Linked DNA regions of Mus musculus: region 1 is linked to region 2. The links are chromatin contacts, called in public Hi-C maps. All regions are on one chromosome and are shown on one strand. The core of a region is the stretch at or near the end of the contact, and the rest is flanking DNA. Distances in the headings are between cores, read along the strand shown.

Evidence for each region. Hi-C and Micro-C count contacts between places; a contact is called where the count stands out from the background.
Region 1: a Hi-C map of Kupffer cells shows a contact between it and region 2, with 5 times the contacts expected there. The contact joins two enhancer-like sites. A contact is called at or near these places in 6 of 39 promoter capture datasets (HPC-7-derived erythroid cells, embryonic stem cells, pre-B cells and 1 more), 1 of 15 datasets of contacts at CTCF or cohesin (large pre-B cells), 7 of 484 Hi-C or Micro-C datasets (B cells, the F1.1 cell line, the G1E-ER4 cell line and 3 more), 8 of 115 datasets of contacts at active chromatin or transcription factors (cardiomyocytes, embryonic stem cells, fetal liver and 3 more) and 2 of 9 other capture datasets (adipose tissue and liver).

The regions. Positions count from the first base shown.
Region 1 is chr9:95,681,012-95,683,974 of GRCm38.p6, forward strand. Pcolce2 (procollagen C-endopeptidase enhancer 2) reads left to right here. Exons shown (of 9, transcript NM_029620.2): 5 at 522-658. Among named protein-coding and RNA genes, the nearest start is that of Gm39407, 24 kb to the right of the region's middle. Within about 2 kb of position 1,265, at least 3 of the 459 cell types and tissues checked have an H3K27ac peak or open chromatin away from gene starts, as enhancers often do. A contact at or near this core is called in Kupffer cells, where this site is marked.
Region 2 is chr9:95,570,374-95,573,169 of GRCm38.p6, forward strand. No RefSeq gene overlaps it. Among named protein-coding and RNA genes, the nearest start is that of Gm32542, 8.9 kb to the right of the region's middle. Within about 2 kb of position 1,293, at least 13 of the 459 cell types and tissues checked have an H3K27ac peak or open chromatin away from gene starts, as enhancers often do. A contact at or near this core is called in Kupffer cells, where this site is marked.

The DNA.
Region 1 (2,963 bases), core at 15-2,514, 110 kb after region 2:
ACGCGCGCGCGCGCACACACACACACACACACACACACACACACACCATACCCAGTTGTAATGTGATACGGGGGAACATCTTTGATAAAATTTTTGATCTCTGTTCATTTCTTCCCAGAGGAGAGTGGACTAGTATTCAGGTCCATTTATCGCCAGAACACACACCCAGCTATTCGTGTGTTCAGAATCCTCCCCCACTTTTTTTTTCCTCCCCAGCTTTATTGAGATATAGTTGGCAAATAAAAATTGTACACGCCTGTAGTATACAGCTGTGCTTGGATCATGCATACATTATGAAATATTACAATTGAACTAATTAGCACACCCTTCACGTAGCAGAGTTTTGCATCTGTACACATAGACACGTGTGAATCTGAGCTCTTAGCAATTTTCAAAAGTATGTTACTATGATTTACAGTTGCTGTGGGACGTAATAGATCGCCAACGCCCATCACGAGGGGGGGGTGTCCACTGGAGGTTGTTCAGGTCACTGACACTTCCACGCTGTGCTTTTCCCAAAGCTTATAGAGTTAAAGTTTGAGAAGTTCGATGTTGAGCGCGATAACTACTGCAGATACGACTACGTGGCTGTGTTTAACGGTGGGGAAGTCAATGACGCCAAAAGAATTGGGAAGTACTGTGGGGACAGTCCACCTGTGTAAGTAGCACCTCTTTGTATCCCTGTGTCACTAATGTTTCTATGACCCTAAACCTATGTCTATACCCCATGTTAAGGTTTCTATGGCCATGACCAAAAGGCAAGTTAGGGACGACAGAGTTTATTCAACTTACACGTCCAGATCATATTCCCTCACTGGAGATAGTCAGGACAGGAACTCAAGCAGAGTGGGAAACTGGAGGCAGGAGCTGATGCAGAAGCCTTGGAGGTGTGCTGCTTACTGGCTTGCTTGCCCTGGGTTGCTCAGCCTGGTTTCTTATAGAATGAATCCAGGACCACCAGTCCAGGGATGGCACTACCCACAATGCGCTGGGCCCTCCCCCTTGACCGCTAATTGAGAAAATGCCTTACAGCTGGATCTCATGAAGACATTTCCTCAACTGAGGCTCCTTCCTCTCTGATGATTCTAGCTTGTGTCAAATTGACACACAAAACCAGCCAGCACAACCTAAGTCCTGCTAAATTCCCTAATTACCTTTACTTTCTGGAAAATGTTACATTGTTTGCTGAGAAACATTGGATTCCACCACAGTGGAGCCCCCTCCACCCAAACACCGAGTCCAGCAGCCACATAGACAGAGGCAACGCTGGTGCCCCAGGGGCACCGGTTCTGCTGTGTCACAGACCTGCTAAGGGGACCTCAAGCATTGGGAAGAATAGGAAAAAGCCCGGGGCTGAAAATTCCAGACAAAGAAACCTGAAAGCTTAGTACAAACCCAGATGTTTTCTTTGATGGACTTTTACTTGAGACTTTGCAAATAGAGAAAATATATTCTTTTTATCCAAAATGGAGAGAGGAAGACGAAAAAGCCACAGAAATCACTCAAGATATTTGACCAGTAGTGTTTTTGTTTTTGTTCTTGTTTTTTTTTTTTTTGTTTTTGTTTTGTTTTTTCTTTGAAGGAGGGAAATAAGCCCAGCTGTATCAGGGCTCTGGACAGGGTCTTAAGTGGGAGGACTCGGAGCAAGAAAGAAATAAAGCAATAAGGAAAGGAAAGAGTTAAACGCTGGGGTCAGGAGGGCAGCAGGGGCTGATGACCCAAGCCAGTGAGTTTATAGCATCACAGTTCCTTATAACCCCTCATATGGGGAAGCAGAGAAAGTCAGCAAAGAGCACCACACAGCAGAATCACAGAGAGCTCAGACAGCTCAAGTTCCCCTTTAGCAAGGTGCATTACAGGACAGCAAACAATACATTCAGGGGTGGGGTGGGGGTGGGGTGGGGGTGGGGTGGGGGTGGGGAACTTCTAGGGCCAGTTCCCAGGGTATCTCTACCCCATGCTCGTCCCTCACCCCAGTCTGTAGCTGCCCTTGCTTGGCGTGACCCTCACTAGGTGAGGGGCAAAATGCCCACATCCCATCATCAGGGCCAATGGGCAGTCACCAATCCAGGCGAGCCCCCAACCTACTTCAATGTGGTTTTCTCCAAAGTTCTGAGTTCCGATTAGCACAAGGGAGGGCTGTTTCAACAGTACACACAGATCCTCCTAGGGAAAATAAGCAACATTCAACAGCTTATTTTATTATTTTAATTTAAGTTACATTTACTTATTTATCTATTCATTTGTTTGTATGTGTGTGTGTGTGTGTGTGTGTGTATGTGTGGACACACATGCCATTAGCATCTCTATGGGTGTGACAGGACAACTTGCAAGAGTGGACAGGTCCTTTCCTTCTACCAAATGGGATCTGGGACTCCAACTCTGATCATCCGTCTTAGTAGTAAGTCCCCTTACCTGCTGTGCACCATCTTGCTGACCATAGAAAAGTTCATATTTTAAAACATAAATCTTTAAAACTTGTGTGCTAGGCTTTCATGTAGAAAAGTATAAAACCCGACTAGAAGATATTTTCAAACACTTATCTACGTGGAGCTGCTCATGGCTCCTCTTTGGACAATAGTGAAACTGGATTTTATTAGATCTGTCGGCTGTATTCTAAGCTGTAGATGGGCAGGCAAGACTGTGGGTGGTGGAGATAATACTGAGTCCTAGCGGAAAGGACCGAGAAAGGGGACTCACCTGCCCGTGAGTATGAAGGAGCTGAGAATTAAGACTAAGATTTTAACAGAAAGAAAGGGAGATGGAGCCACAAAGAAAGGCCAGGAGTTTACCACACATGTCTGTGGATAGTGTACTCCACTGAGACCCTTATCCACACTTGTCTGTGGATACTGCACTTATTCATACGCATAATGAACTTGTATGTCCATAATCACATAAGGATCAGCAACAGATAGATTGAGAACGTAAAGAGAAATTTAAAAAGAGAATTTTTAGCCGGG
Region 2 (2,796 bases), core at 43-2,542:
ACAAGTCTATGAGAAGTTAATTAAAATAGTGAAAAGCAAGGAGATTTATTCAATGCAGCCACCTTGGGATGATGGACAAAGAAAACCAGTGCTCCCACCCCCACCCCCCACCCTCTACCAAGTTCATCTTCCAGATGGCCCATCATTTTCTGGGCTTCAGTCTCACCTTACAAGATGGTCTGACAAGATTTTAGAACTGTGAAATATCTTTTCTGGAGACAAGTTACAAAGCCCTCCCTCTGCCCCTCCCCCAACACGGGTTTTTTTTTGTTTTGTTTTTTGTTTTTCCTCCCAGCTTAAGATTCCTAGAGAAATTCCCCTTTCTTGGAGTCTATTGTCTCAATAGTCTGGTAGACGAAATGAAGCAAGCAGCTCTTTGGAATATCTTTATTTCTGCCAGGTTTACTGGATCACACAACCCAGCCCACCTCAACTCCGCTAGCTCAACGCTTCAGGATCTGCATAGTAAATCTTTGTAAAACTTCATTACATTTTTAAGAATTCCCTTTACTTATTGATTGGGTGGGGAGTTGTGCCACAGCACATGTGTGGAGACCAGAGGACAATTTGAAGCAACTGGTTCTCTACTTCCAACATGTAGTAAGTCTGTGAGAAACATTCTATCCTGCAGGGAAGCTCCTTAAACAAGAAGGTAACAACTCAAAATAGCTTCAGGAAGTCCCTGAAACTGACCGGATTCACTAGGCCCCTCCCTGCCAGTGTGAGCAATACAGGCTAAGCATTCCTGCTGCAAAGAAGACTTCTCATATGAGCAAAGCTGTCACTCATGCTGGACTGGGCTTTGGTGATGCAGCTATCTTTGAGTCATTTCTGCACCTATAAGTAACCCCTCACCCAGAGTCTTAGAAGCAACCTCAATAAAAGCCATTGGTTCATGAAGTTGGACTTTGGTGGTATTCATACTTTGGTTTGTCATGGGTTCCCTCTCTGATGAGTAGACATGTGTGTGATATTTCCCCCAGGAAAAGCTTTGTTACACAGTAAGTAGTGATGGGACTCAGGCCAGCAGGCATGGTGACAAGCACCTAGGCCTGCTATCTTAGGGTTTCTATTTATGATATAACACCACAACCAAAAGCAACACAGGAAGAAAAGGGTTTATTTCTGCTCAAGTCGCAATCACTGAGGAAAGCCAGAGCAGGGACTCAAGGCAAAATCCGGAGGCTGGAACTGAAGCTGAGGTCATGAAGGGACTCTGCTTACTGGCTCATTCCTCATGGCTTGCTCAGACTGCTTTCTGAACCAACCCAGCACCTTCTGCCCAGGGGCAGCACCACCCACACTGAGCTGGGATCTCAGAGGCATTTTCTCAATTGTGAATTCCTCTTTCCAAGTAGGCCTGGGTTTATTTCAGGCTAATGAAAGCCAGCCAGCTCACCCGCTGAGCCTTGTTGCCAGCCCTGCAATATTTCATGGGTAAGGGCAGATTTTCTGCATCACTGATCCTTTTCTGATACAGTACTTCCTCCCCGGTCCTCCATGCAGGTGTTTCAAGTCTCTAATCCCATTACTCTCCACTTCTCCTGAAATTACGGGTCCCACCACCTTCCACCTATTCAGGAACCACACTGTACCCATCATGCATTGCTCTACTGCGTGCATGTCCTTAGTTATTTCCTCCCAACTGAATTAGTCATGAGAGCATCAAAACATGGACTCCTAGTGGCTTCTGTTTCTCAGTTGAGAACATTGCCTTGACCCTTCTATACCACCCGTTAACCATCATCTGCTCTCCACTTTAGAGCATGTGTGGTGTATGTAGGGAAGGGAGGCATATAGATGTATTAGACTATGCATGGGTGTGTGGAAGCCACAGATCAGTGTCCTCATCTATTATTTTCCGCCCTAGTTTTCAAGACAGGATTTCTTACTGAACCTGGGGCTTGGTGTTTCAACCAGACTAGCTGCCCAGTGAGCCCTGCAATCTGAGCATCTCTGCCTTCGAGTGATGCAGTCGCAGACTTATGCCACCATGCCCAGCATTTCCTTGGGTGCTAAGAATCCAAATTCAGGCCCTCATGCTGTCGGAGGCCTCTCCCCAGCCTGACAGACATTTCTGAGATAATCTTTTCCATTGCTTTCTCCTTAAGACACTATGGCCTCTAATTTTCTGCTCCTCTCACTATCTCCCTGCTGGCTTATCTTTCCAGTCATGCCTTGGTGAAGTCAGCTCTCTCAAAGTATGAACAGAAACCATGGACATCCCTACATTTCCAGGTCTCGGTCAGCAGTTTTGATTCTGCTGCTTGGTGTCAGCATTTCTGCTCCACCAGGGCATTGACATTCTTGACCTCAGGAAGCTCGACCTTGGCTCTATATTCTTTTAGTTCATCCAGTGAGTTTGTACGGTGGCCATCAGCTGATAATGTAATACCCTTCACCCCAATTGCCTAAGTGCATTCTGTTGTCTGCAGCCGAGTTCAAACTGTCACCCCAGCTGAGAGGGAAAAAAAAGATGATCAGAAATGTGAGAAAAGCTGAGCATGGGGGTGACTGAGGTCATGGGGGTGACGGAGGAAAGCAGAGACAGGAGGATCATGAATTCAGGGAAGTTCTTAGCTACATACTGAAGTCTATGCCTGCCTGGGCTACAGGATGAGTTTGAGGCCAGTCAGGCTTCATGGGACCCTGTCATAAATGGGGGTGGTGAAGGGGATTCTGGAAATGGGGAAGAATAGCTGCCTGTTCCCCAAACCACAGTAAACATACTGTGGGATTCTGATTTATTATCATCATTATCAGAAGGGCAAGACAAGAAACACAAATTCTTTGGGA